Regions from separate parts of the Mus musculus genome. Here all the other regions are linked to region 1. Evidence: chromatin contacts called from public promoter capture Hi-C data. All regions are on one chromosome and are shown on one strand. Each heading gives the region's core, a stretch centred on a gene start, on an enhancer-like site or on the middle of the called end of the contact. The rest is flanking DNA. Distances are from core to core; before and after follow the strand shown.

Region 1 (4,045 bases), core at 426-2,925:
GAGTTTTTAGAAATTGTGATCACAAAAGTGTGTTTGGCGATTCCTGCCTAAATAATATGTAGTGCCCAGCAGACTGGTGAGGTAAGAGCCGTTGAATCCAGTAGAAGAAAGCATTTCTAAATAAATCAGTATATACAATAACATATTTAAACATGGAGTGTGTGGTATATTGCATATTTTGAAGGTTGAAATGATACAAAAAGACTGTACTGCAGAGAGGCTAATGTGAGATACATACTGAGACTCTCCAGCAAGCAAGCAAACTAAAAAAATCCTGGGACCCTGGGGCTCAGCATCACTGGGTAAGTGAACTGATAGAATGCCTTTCATCCTCCAACTGGTAACGTGTTATTACAGAGATCAGCAACAGGATAATCAATGCAAAGCCCGAGTGAAGGAACCCAGAGCTCTTCTGTATCTTGTCCCAGGTTGCCCGGTGATCTTCAGTGTACTTCAGGCAACATGTGGTCAGGGATTTTGAGAGATTTCCTCCTGGACTGCTTCAGAAGTGCATACTGCCACCTTGTGGACATTCTGTGAATCTGCAATTAAATGTTTCTAAGTGTGATAGTTAACTAGAAGAGACAAGAAACAAAATGTTTTTATAAATATGCCAATGTGAAAAATTCATATACAGACTTCAGGAAGAATACACTAGGACGGAAAGATTGCGATTTTGTTGAATGAGTTAAATAGCAATAGCAAACAAAATTCTCAAAGCTCTGGCCGTTTTAGTGTTTTAGGAACGAGGGGTCCATGAACGTCTGTGAAAGTTTTGTCAGAAGACTCACTCCAGTTGGCACAATAATTGATAATCTGATTTTTATTACACCAAGATCCAGCCTAGGCTCGATGCTTATGTGGACAGCGCTCGGCTGAGCTCTGCGCTCCATGGCACTTTTTCTATCCTTTGACATCATGCTCAGGTTTTATCTCAAGAGGAAACAACAGAGAGAGAGAGAGAGAGAGAGAGAGAGAGAGAGAGAGAGAGAGAGAGAGAGAGAGAGAGAGAGGGAGAGAGAGAGAGAGAGAGAGAGAGAGAGAGAGAGAGAGAGAGAGAGGAGAGAGAGGGAGGGAGGGAGGGAGGGAGGGAGGGAGGGAGGGAGGGAGGGAGGGAGGGAGAGAGGGAGGGAGAGAGAGAGAGAGAGAGAGAGAGAGAGAGAGAGAGAGAGAGAGAGAGAGAGAGAGAGAGAGATACAAGGCCAAACTTGGAACTGGAGAAAGACGGAGAGCATCAGAGTAGATTAACAAAGGTGGACCGTCATCTCAGCAGGGAGGAAGGACTGTTTCTACTCCAATTTGAGGGATTTGTATGTTTATTGTAAGGCGTGGCTGATCACACAGGATCCAAAGCCTAGGAGAGAGACTTCCAGGTCCGCTCTCTGGGAGAGAATCCCTGGGAACTTGAAATGCTGAGGTGGACTTGGGTATGTTGATGGGGGAGGGGTGGCGACCCTGTACAGTCTTAGAGACTGCAACTTGGTAGGAGGCAGCAGAGGGAGGGATCTTGAGGAAGTAGAAACTTTCTTTCCAGAGCAATACAGCAGGAGTCGGGGAGGAATTTTAGGCGCCTACTGCTCTTGCTTGGGCTTGGTGTCCAGTTCTACCTGCTGTGAGCAGGATCCTCGAGCCTCCACCACAGGGAGGGAAGGGCCGGCCGGGCCTCGAGGGCTGAACGTTGGCGTCCTTGCCCTTCATCTTCCAGGGGGTGATGCTAGGCATACCTCATCCCTCCCTTTGACTGGACCTGCTGGGGAAGAAGGCACAGCAGGAGCCCTGCCACCTTCAGCCCGGGCCTGACCCAGCGGTCCAGGTACTGAATTTCAGGAATTCATTCTATCAAGGGCCATAGACCCCAGCAAGGGAGACCATTTAAATTATCTATAAAGGTCCCAGTCTAACAGAAAGGGCCCATTTCATTATGGTGTATAGCAACTTTGTTGGGATGCAGTCTTAGGAGCTATTTTTTTTCTATGCATCCTTGATGTTATCACCCATGGAATATTTGTGTTCTGCTCCAGAGAACAGTAGTGATTTTCTCCTAAAAACTCAATAATACTGGAGTGAGCATATCTAAAAGGTATGTTTACCAATTAACATGTTCTGCTAAAGGCATAGGAAACCACCACATTATTAACACACACACAGTATGACTTCAAAAAAAAAAAAAAAAAAAAGCCTGCAACATTCTGGCATTGCTTTGGTTTGTTGAAAGAATCCCTGCCCAGCAGTAGTTTGCCTGTGACGCTGACTCTTCTCTAGAGGCTAGTCTGAGCAGGCCAGTATTTTCTAAAGGGAATTGGACAGTACTTTAAGATGTGGTTTGGGTATACAAAGAGAAGATTGCTCAAATTCCACAGTTTGTATTTCTTTTCCTATTCCATGCAGAAGTCGACAAATGGCAAGCAAAAAGCGTGAAGTCCAGCTACAGGTGGGTCTATCGTGCCAGCAGGTCTTCTTCTGGTGCAATGACACTTGCCACCTCTTACCATATTTTGCTTTTTGCAGTCAGTCGTCAATAGTCAGAACTTGTGGGATGAGATGTTGCTGAACAAAGGCTTAACAGGTACGGGGGCTCTCTGCTGTCAGTGTTCAGGTTTGTTTCCATACCTTGCAGAATTCAACTCCCTGTTTCAAAGCTGCCTTCCTGCCTTCCTCCCTGGGTCCTTCACCTGGGATGGGAATGCGACAGCCTCCAGATTCTTTGACTCTGCCTTTTGACAAATGTTACTATTTCCCAGTGATTGATGTTTACCAAGCCTGGTGTGGACCTTGCAAAGCCGTGCAAAGTTTATTCAGAAAACTAAAAAATGAACTGAACGAAGATGAGATTCTTCACTTCGTCGTTGTAAGGTTTTTGGTTTTGTTCAATGTGTTTGCTGTGTTTAAAGATCTCCTTGTACTTCAAGTATTTTATTAGTTTAAGGAACCTGCCAGTCTCTACTCTAAACAATGTTGGCTCCATAGTCTTAACTATTTGCTTAGTTCTACTAGGTTTGAGAATTAGTATGAGTTTCATCAAATTCCCAGGATGCTGAGATAACTCATCATGACTGAAACCTCAGAAAAGTATAGTAATGGACATCTGTTGACATTGTCACATGGCATGGTCAATATGTGTCCCTGAGTTAAGATTATCAGGGACTGTTTCCTGGGTGACACAGAGTAGAACCCTGGGCACCTATCTATGCACACATGTTTCAAAGTAAGTAATTTCTCTTTTAGCTGTTAGTTATCAAAAGTGACAAGGGATTAAATCTCACCGTCAAATGCACTTGACTCAGTTGTACTGATTATTCAATCTATAGCCAGATATAATTTATAGTTCAGTCTATATCCAGTTAACATTTGGTTAGAATCTTTCTGTCCAATATGGCTTTATGCACAAACAGAACACTTGAGAGCTATCCAGAGCCACTGTAGAAATGCATTTTCAATTTTAATTAATTTAAATTTGAAAATTGAGGGCTGTTGGGCTAGTTCAGTGGACAAAGGCACTTGCTGGCAGGCATGATGATGTAAGTTTGGTCCCTGGGACTCAACTGAAGGAAGCCAAGAAAGAGTCTTTCCTTTTCTCTGTCTGTCGGTCTGTCTGTCGGTCTATGGGTTTGTCAGTCTCTCTCTCTCCTTTCTTGGCTTCTTATACACACAAATTTTAAAAATTATAAAACTGATGCTACTAAATTAAATTATTGTGGAATCTACTGTTTGAGACAATTTAGCTATGTGAATCTAATTTTTTATTAGAGTTCAATTATTGATTAATAATTATTCATTTAATATTAAGATATGCTTTAAATATTAAAAAGTTATAAAATAATAATTTTTAAGATTTATTTTACATGATCCATATTGAACAGATAGAGAATACATTTCTCCTAGATAGATGCATACCTGAGTGAGCTAGCTGCAAACAGCAGAAAGAGATAACTGGTATGTGCATTTTTACTCTAGGTTTTTAAACTACGTAGTCCATGAGTCAGACACAAAACCTCCACCCATGGGATCTTTTAGGTGCAGGCCTTCCCTGTCATCTAAAGGACCC
Region 2 (4,045 bases), core at 926-3,425, 190 kb before region 1:
ACCATTCTTCATTTTCTTATACTTATAATTTTCCATTGAGAACAATCGACACACACACAAACACACACACACACACACACACACACACACACACACACACACTCTATGAGGCTTCACATGCTAAAGCTAGAGATTACCCAGATTGTGTTTTTGGAGGCCTCCCTGTAAGAATTTCCCCTTTATCTTGACCCACTAGAGACTATGGAGTTTACTTTTGCATAGTTAGCAAAGGACATTGTTTTCAGTGACTAATTGTGTTCCTGAGCGTGTGTTTGTGTGTGAGTGTACTTGTACGTGCATCATGTGTTCATACCGTGGTATACCCGTGGGAGTCATGGGACAACCGTGGGAGCTGCTCATCAGCTTCCACCTTGTTTGGGACATGGTCTCCTTATTGTTCACTCTTGTATATGCCAGGTAGCTGGCCCCAGGACATTAGGATATTCTGTCTCCACCTTCCATCTCACAAGAACCAGTAGTAGTAGATTCATGCTACCACACAGGGCTCATGCCTTCCAGGAATTCAAACTTGGTTTGTAATGCTTGCCTGGAAAGCATTTCACCCACTGAGGCAGCTCCACAGTCCTACAAAAAAACCCTTGGGTTTCATCACTTTCTAGTGTAGCACTGAGAGTTCTGCTTTTCACTGTTCAGGATTTGACTTTAGTTTCTTTTCGTAATCACATAAATACAAAAATACATCCTTATAAATTCTAAGTCGCCCATGTCTGTCATGCATGCAAAATTTTGACAAGTGCTAATAACTAGTCAGAGAACGGCTTGCTACGTGCTAGACTGGCAGATGCTTTAGGGGATAGGCATAAGTAGATACAGGGCCTTTCCTTTCTGAAAGTGGCAGATATAAGATGCCTGCAACATCGGAGAGCAGCTACAGAGTCTGGCATGCTTTTTAGCTGTGTGCTGATTGTCTAAAAAAAGAAGACTGCAGTCATTGAGCAGAGAATAATTTGTGTTTTCCTGGGATTTGGATGCATGTTAGCACAGGTATAGAATACAAAATGGGCTGTAAGAGACATGGATTGACCAGGATCCAGTCTGACAATCTAGGCTTTTCCAAAGGCCTTGGCTACTTTACACACGGCTCCAGCAAAGCCCTGCTGTGCTGGCACATTCTCAGCATGATTCTAGTTGAGGTTAGGAATATTTATCTAAATGATTCATTTTGCAGGGTCACTACTGAAATCATACTATTCAACAAATGCATGTCATGTACTGTGTGTCAGGCACGGCATTCAAAGTAAGGTGACACATTGGAGAAATCACATACTGCTTGAGCAGCCTGAAAGGATGGGTTGTGAAAAAGATGGATATTTGTCAAGTACACACACACACACACACACACACACACACACACACACACACACACACAAGTGCAACCTACAACACATGCTTTAAAATAATAGCACGTTTCTTTTGGGGGAACTGTATGACAAGGGAACCCAGTGACCCCGAGTTGTGGCTGAGATCAGAAGGGTAGAGCTGTGTAATGTCTGAGAGCCATTGGAGATACTCAACTCCAACCACCCCCTAGGATTTCCAGGCATGGGTAGGTGGACGAAACAGGTCCTTTGTTCTGCCTGTGTTTTTCATTCTTGTTGAAGTGCTTTCCAGTCTGGTTGTGGGAAGCCGTGCACAATCGACATTACAAGATGGCGCTGGCTTCTACAGTGCCTAACTAGTAAACAAGCAATGTGCGCAGGTGCTGGAGTAAATTAGTGCCAAGTCACTGCCCATCCCGGGGTGTAATAGTGGGGTGATGGGTGAGCAGCTAATCAGGAGCTGACACGTCACACAGAGGGGTATTTAAACAGCTCCATTTTCCGGGTTGGGGGTCTTCCTGAGAAGTAAGCAATAAAGCTTTGCCGTAGAAGGATCTGGTTGTCCGAGTGTGTTTTGCTGGCGAAACGTTACAAGGACATCTGGTCTTTGCCCACAGGCTTCTTGCTTTACTAATTTAGTCTTTACTATCATCCTGTTGATATTTTAGCATTGATTATACAGGGCTGTAGCAGTTATTCCAAAGCTTTGGAGGTGAGAAAGCACCACTACAAACTCCTAGGCAAAGGAGGGTTGGCCTTGGTTCAGTGACACACAGCTTCACATATTGCTAGAGCAAATAATGGGCTTATCATCTGGGGAAGGAATCTGGCCCAAACATTGGGCAACACCACAGCTGATATTAAGCAGCCTCAGGACAAGGAAGTGCTGCGGGCTGCTCAGGCGATAAGGCTGCAGGAGACAAGGGAACTGTTGCACCCCTCTAGATTGTTTGCCTGTGTGTCTGAGTCTCCAAGGTGAGGCAATGAACCTTAGAAGCTGCCCACTCCATTTGCTTACCTTCCGAAGTGGAAGGGTGCCGGGCTGATAGAGGCATTGCTGCCTGCCTATTCAAGTAGCAGGCGCCATACGATTTCTTTAACCCATGGATATGTGCTTTAAATGCAAAATAGAAAAAGGGATTCAGAGTATTTGAGGGAAAAATCAAGTTGAGAAGCAGAAAACAGAGCAAAGAAAACCTTAATCAGCATTTATTAGGCACTGAGTGACTGAGTGCATAAATAATGTGTTAAGTGTTTTATATAAACAGAAAAATATATGCTTTATACATTTTACACTTTACACAATATATACATATATATATACATAATACATACACACACATTATGTTAGTATACTATATGTGGTTTCTTTTGAGATTTTCATATATAAAAATCTCTCCTCCTCAACACTTCCCATGGCCTCTTACTCCACAAATTCATGATTTCTTATTCTGTAATTCTTGTTACATATGTACACATACATACAAATTCATACATACAACATGTTGAGTTCATTTAGTATTGTGCAGGTGTATATATATGTTTAGAGTTGAGCACTTGGGATTAACCTCTCCTAGGGCTTAGCATTGGACAAAACTGATTCTGCCGTTTGTAGTAGCCCCTGCTTGTTTGTAGTTCTTCATCTAGAGGTGGGTTCTCGTGAGATTTACATCCTCCATGTCTGCAGGTCACTTCCTATTATCATTAATCCCTTGGGTGCAGCTTCCCTATCACTCATGGAAGGCACAATCTCACAGAAGACATCCTGGTTCTGTGGCTCTTACTATTTTTCTACCCCTTCTTCTAAGACGTCCCTGAGCCTTAGTTTAGAGGGGCTGTAGTACATTAACCGATATCGGACGCTCCATGGCCAGCTGATCCCTGGATTTTGACAAGTTGTGGTTTTTTTTGTAATGGTCTCTTCCTGCTTCACAAAGAAGCTTCTTGATGACAGGAAAGAGCTACGCTTAGCTGTGGGTATATGGAGAAGCATTTAGAAGGAAGTTAGGAAGTATACTGGTTTAGGGCTAATAATAGTTCTATAGTTAGAACCTATCTAGGGCCCCTGGCCTTACTAGCCATGGGTATTGGGCTGGATTTACACTGTGAATCCTACACTTCTTCCTGTTGGAACAGATAGCTATTGCATACTCCCTAGGCTATAATGACTCTACTGAACCTTTTGGGATATCTGGTCATTCTGGCTATTGCTGTGGTTTGTAGGTATTACAGCAGGTAGGACTATTGTTTGCTTTTATCCGTTGTCACAGTGTGTCATGGTGGAAGTTCATGTTCATTGGAGAATAAACCTGTACGCTTAGTGTCAGGAAAAAGCAGAGAGAAAGAGTCAGAGTCCCAGTATCCCCTCCAACAGCCTAACTTTCACAGGTTAAGTACCACCTCTTAAAAGTTCTACCATCACCCAATAATAAGACTGAATAAACCTTCAGCTACTAGGCCTCTTGGGGAACATTCAAGATTCAAACTATAATACTGTTGTGTGTGTGTGTGTGTTATGTTTTATATTTTCATGTATCATGTGCACATATATGTTTTCTTTAAATCCATCCGGAAGATTTGTAAGTACCCTGTAGGCATTCCAATGACCTGGGACAGTGCTTGTGCTATTCTTACACTTGATCTTAGCCAAAAGGCCGAGAAGCGATTGTGCTATTTTTACTAAACCACATAGAAATAAGGAATAT
Region 3 (4,045 bases), core at 1,039-3,538, 160 kb before region 1:
ATTCTAAAGACTTCAACAAAACCATCCCACATTATTTTTAGAAAGGAATAATGATCTTTTTGTTCTCATTGATGGAACATTTTTCACTTGCTCTAGCAAAAGAGGGATAGAGTAACTAGTGTGTTTTTATAAAAAGATTGAGGACTGGTGAGATGGCTCAGCAGGTAAGAGCACTGACTGCTCTTCTGAAGGTCATGAGTTCAAATCCCAGTAACCACATGGTGGCTCACAACCACCCATAATGAGATCTGACGCCTTCTTCTGGTGTGTCTGAAGACAGCTACAGTGTACTTACATATAATAAATAAATAAATAAATGAATAAATAAATAAATAAATCTTAAAAAAAAAGATTGAGAGAAGGGATATGTTTTGGTGGATGTGCAGTCAGGTGTGGGGGAAGGGTGTGCCTCTGCAGGCCCATGCTGAGGCATTCCTTCCCATGAGGGACCAGCCACAGATGGTATAGCATAAACTAGAGTTTATTCAGGGTATGTGGAGGGGAGCTGAGAGGATAGTAGAGACAGAGAAAGACAGAAAGAGAGAGCAGAGGAGTGGAGGCCAGCCATGAGCACATGGAGAGAGAGGAGAAGGGTCCAGAGGACAGAACTGGAGGAAGAAGGCAAGAGGAAAAGAGAGCAGAGGGGACAAGCAGACTCTTTTATAGCGATTCAGGCACACCTGGCTATTTCCAGGCAACTGTGGGGCAGAGCTAGACAAAATGCTAATAGTGATTTTCTTTTTGACAATCAGATCAGATTTGTAGGACCAAGCATGCATTTCTTCCTTCAATCTCATAAAAAAGGCGTTGGTTCTCCCCACAGCATCTGTGCCACCGTTACTCTCATGGACATATCTTGACAGAGCAGTGACGGTTACATTTCACAGCGTCCATGGCTGGGTAAGACTGTTGGCCCTCCACCCCGAAGAACTCTGCATAGCACGTTTCATTACTCTGAGAGCTAACAAACAAAGATGAAGTTCTCCATGTCCTGTGACCAATGTGTATGGTGGTTTTAGAAACTGGACTTTACCACCAAATTCTGGTGAGCAACCAAGATCAATAGCAACAACCTGTATTGTTTTGGGGTGTCTCTGGGACATCTCTGACCAACAACTCAAGAGGGAGTTATTTCATCCTTGGCACTGGTCTTGACAAACTCATGGGCCTCAGAGAACTTATTGTTATTATTGTGCTAAATAAACAAAGTCTCAAACTGCTCTGTAAATTTATATCTCTTTACCCATACATAGATTAGTGTCGCCTTTCAGACCTCGGCAGAGAAGTTTTTTTGGTCAGTGGATGAAAAGCCTTTGGCTAACTGAACTAAGTCATAAGAGGAAATGCTTAACGGTCGGTCCTCAAGTCACGTCTGCTGGAGATGACTCAGTGCCTGCTTTCCCCACGTGGTTTGTCTCCAGTTGTCATAGAGTTTTATTACAAACAACAGCCTGCTTTTTTCCCCCCAAATACTTTTAGACTTCCATGTGTTTTGGGGAAAGTAAAACTGAATTCTTTAACCCATTAACACGAGCATGGGTGCTGTTTTCAGGTTTGCCTAATAGCTCTGAGCCTGAAGAGAATGTTAGCCTTGCGGAACTAAGATCTCTGATATCAGTGTCTGTAATGTCTCTCAAGTCATCAAACCACTAGTCAGTTTAACCAGTGAATCCGGTTGCTAAACCACCATACACATTGCTCACAGCACACAGAGAGGCTCCTTCCCTGCTAGCTAGTATCTCATAAGGATAGACAGTGCTAGGCAGAGTAGGGCAGGCAGGTGGCTGGTGTGTGTGTGTCTGTGTATCTGTGTGTGTGTGTCTGTGTGTGTGTGTGTGTGTGTGTGTGTCTCTGTGTGTGTGTTTGTATGTCTCTCTCTGTGTGTAGTTAGTTTTACCTAGCTCTGAATGCTGTGAACTGCACTAATGTCTGCTATGTCGAGATATGTTCATGAGTGTATACAGCAACAAATGCTGTGGGGAGAACTAAGCCCCCTTTAAAATTAGATTTAAGGAAGAAACACATTAGCTGCGGGGCAGATACAGTCTCTTTGCTATTAGAGATAGAATCTTTTACCACTGATTAGCAGATTATCATAGGCAGTAAAGCAAATTATGCTTAGAGTCACAGAATCTAAGCAGGCAATGCAAGCTTAAACACTCTTCTGTATTTGGTAAGTAATTAAAATGAAAATTTCCTTTCTAACAAATCATACTGGTTTAGGCTGGCACTAATACATAGCAGAGGAGATAGAAAACAGGAAGTGGTCAATCCCCGTAGCTGTAGCTGTCCTTGTTAACGAGTCTTTAGGAAGACTTAATCTTTAGACAAATTTACAGTCTAGTGGAAAGAGAACCTTCTGGCAGCCTTCCCCTGCTGCTTCTCATACATCTGTTGGGGATTCAAAACAAATCCTCCATAGAGTGATAATCCTCAGGACATTTGGGATTTCTGGTTTAGAGGCTTGTGCATCTGGGAAAATGGCAAGTCTCTTGTTTATGACTTAGGTGTGGCCACAGAGATCATGGAAGAATTCTTTGCCAATTTCTTTTAAATGGCATTCTTAATTCTCAGCATCCTGTTAAGTTCCACTGTAAATCAGGCTCCTTGGGAGCACAACTCCATATTGCCGTGGTTACTTCTGCTCTTCTGGGATCCACCTCAGTGCATTATGTGGAAGAAGCTTTTCCTGGTGGTGTTGGCTGCAGTGTGAAAGCTTGGGGAGAGTTTTATCTTCAACAGCCCCAAATGAGATTCCTGAAGATCTTCAAAATCAACAGGACTTGTTTGTATCTGTCATACAATTATTTCTTGGCCTTACATAAGGAGATATTCACTTCCAAAACATGAATGTAAATTCTTTGTGTATTTAAGAAATTGATACAGACAGACTTTCTTTGAATCTACCTAAGATCTAGCTACCTTCAACTAAATGACAGTCACTTTTCAGAAAGAGCACACCTCTACAAGGCCTCCACTCCACAACCCTCCTAACAAAACACAATGGGGAAACAGAGGCAAGGTTTTGAATTGATCCTGTGAGGATGGAATGGGGCTAAAATGACAATAGGAATCAGCACCATTTCAGCATCCCTCTACTCTGGGGCATCAAACCTCCTTAGGACCAATGGCCTCCCTTCTCATTGCTGTCGGGCAAGGCCATCCTTTGCTACATATGTTATCTGGATCCAAAAATCCCGTTAGGTGCACTCCTTGGTTGGTGGTCTAGTCTCTGAGAGAACTGGGTGGTCAGGCCAGCCAATGTTGTTCTTCCAATCCCCCTCTGCTCCTCCAGGCCTTCTGCCAGCTTCCCGACCAGGTTCCTTGAGTTCAGCCTGATGGTTGGCTCCAAGCATCCGCCTCTGCATTGGTCAGTTGCTTGCCGGACCTCCACAGGAACTGCCACACTTGGTTCCTCTCCGAAAGGGACTTTTAACCACAGCAACAGTGTTGGGTTTGGTGTCTGCAGACATGATGTATCCTCAGGTGGGGCTGTTCCCCAATTGGCCCTTCCTTCGGTCTCTGTTCCATTTTTTGTTCTTGTTCTTCCTTTGGACAGGAACATTTCTTGGTTAAAAAAAACTTTGAGGTAGGTGGGTAGCTCCATCCCTCGACCAAGGGTGGTGCCTATCTACTGGAGGTGGTCTCTACACGTTCTGTCTCCTTCTTCTCTGAATATTATGTCTAAAGTCAATCCCATTGTCTCCTGGGAGGCTCATGTTTCTCTAGTGTCTGGGACTCTCCAGTGGCTCTCCCAGTTCTTCATCCTCCCTTATAACTAATTTCTGATGTCCAGACCCTCTGTACCTCTCTCATGTCTCCTCCAGATTCTGATACTGCCACCCTTCTTATTTCCTCCTCCTTTCTCCCTCCCTTGTCTCCTTCTCTTTCTATCTCCCACAACCATTCTGTTCCCTTCTCAGTGCAGGACTGAAGCATCCACACCTTGATCTTCCTTTCTTTTATGCTCCATATGGTCTGTAGGTTGTATCATATGCATTGTGAGCTTTTGGTTAGTATCCACTTATTAGTGAATACATATCAT

What was found. Promoter capture Hi-C pulls out the DNA fragments that hold promoters and counts their contacts.
Region 2: a contact with region 1 is called in a promoter capture Hi-C map of the HPC-7 cell line, with 5 times the contacts expected there. The contact joins the enhancer-like site here to the promoter of Nme8 in region 1. A contact is called at or near these places in 9 of 39 promoter capture datasets (the 3T3-L1 cell line, the C10 cell line, the HPC-7 cell line and 6 more), 10 of 484 Hi-C or Micro-C datasets (Th1 cells, Th2 cells, bone marrow-derived macrophages and 7 more), 1 of 115 datasets of contacts at active chromatin or transcription factors (pancreatic cancer cells) and 4 of 9 other capture datasets (adipose tissue, embryonic stem cells, liver and 1 more).
Region 3: a contact with region 1 is called in a promoter capture Hi-C map of the HPC-7 cell line, with 5 times the contacts expected there. The contact joins the enhancer-like site here to the promoter of Nme8 in region 1. A contact is called at or near these places in 8 of 39 promoter capture datasets (the C10 cell line, the HPC-7 cell line, embryonic stem cells and 5 more), 1 of 15 datasets of contacts at CTCF or cohesin (CD8 T cells), 8 of 484 Hi-C or Micro-C datasets (the BV-2 cell line, the HPC-7 cell line, bone marrow-derived macrophages and 3 more), 2 of 115 datasets of contacts at active chromatin or transcription factors (acute myeloid leukemia and bone marrow-derived macrophages) and 4 of 9 other capture datasets (adipose tissue, bone marrow-derived macrophages, embryonic stem cells and 1 more).

The regions. Positions count from the first base shown.
Region 1 is chr13:19,695,390-19,699,434 of GRCm38.p6, reverse strand. Nme8 (NME/NM23 family member 8) reads left to right here and starts at 1,675. Exons shown (of 17, transcript NM_181591.3): 1 at 1,675-1,813; 2 at 2,389-2,431; 3 at 2,509-2,566; 4 at 2,742-2,848. The coding sequence starts at 2,399.
Region 2 is chr13:19,881,256-19,885,300 of GRCm38.p6, reverse strand. No RefSeq gene overlaps it. Among named protein-coding and RNA genes, the nearest start is that of Gpr141, 59 kb to the right of the region's middle. Within about 2 kb of position 2,175, at least 17 of the 459 cell types and tissues checked have an H3K27ac peak or open chromatin away from gene starts, as enhancers often do. A contact at or near this core is called in the HPC-7 cell line, bone marrow-derived macrophages, granulocyte-monocyte progenitors and 1 more, where this site is marked.
Region 3 is chr13:19,852,479-19,856,523 of GRCm38.p6, reverse strand. No RefSeq gene overlaps it. Among named protein-coding and RNA genes, the nearest start is that of Gpr141, 30 kb to the right of the region's middle. Within about 2 kb of position 2,288, at least 91 of the 459 cell types and tissues checked have an H3K27ac peak or open chromatin away from gene starts, as enhancers often do. A contact at or near this core is called in the BV-2 cell line, CD8 T cells, the HPC-7 cell line and 6 more, where this site is marked.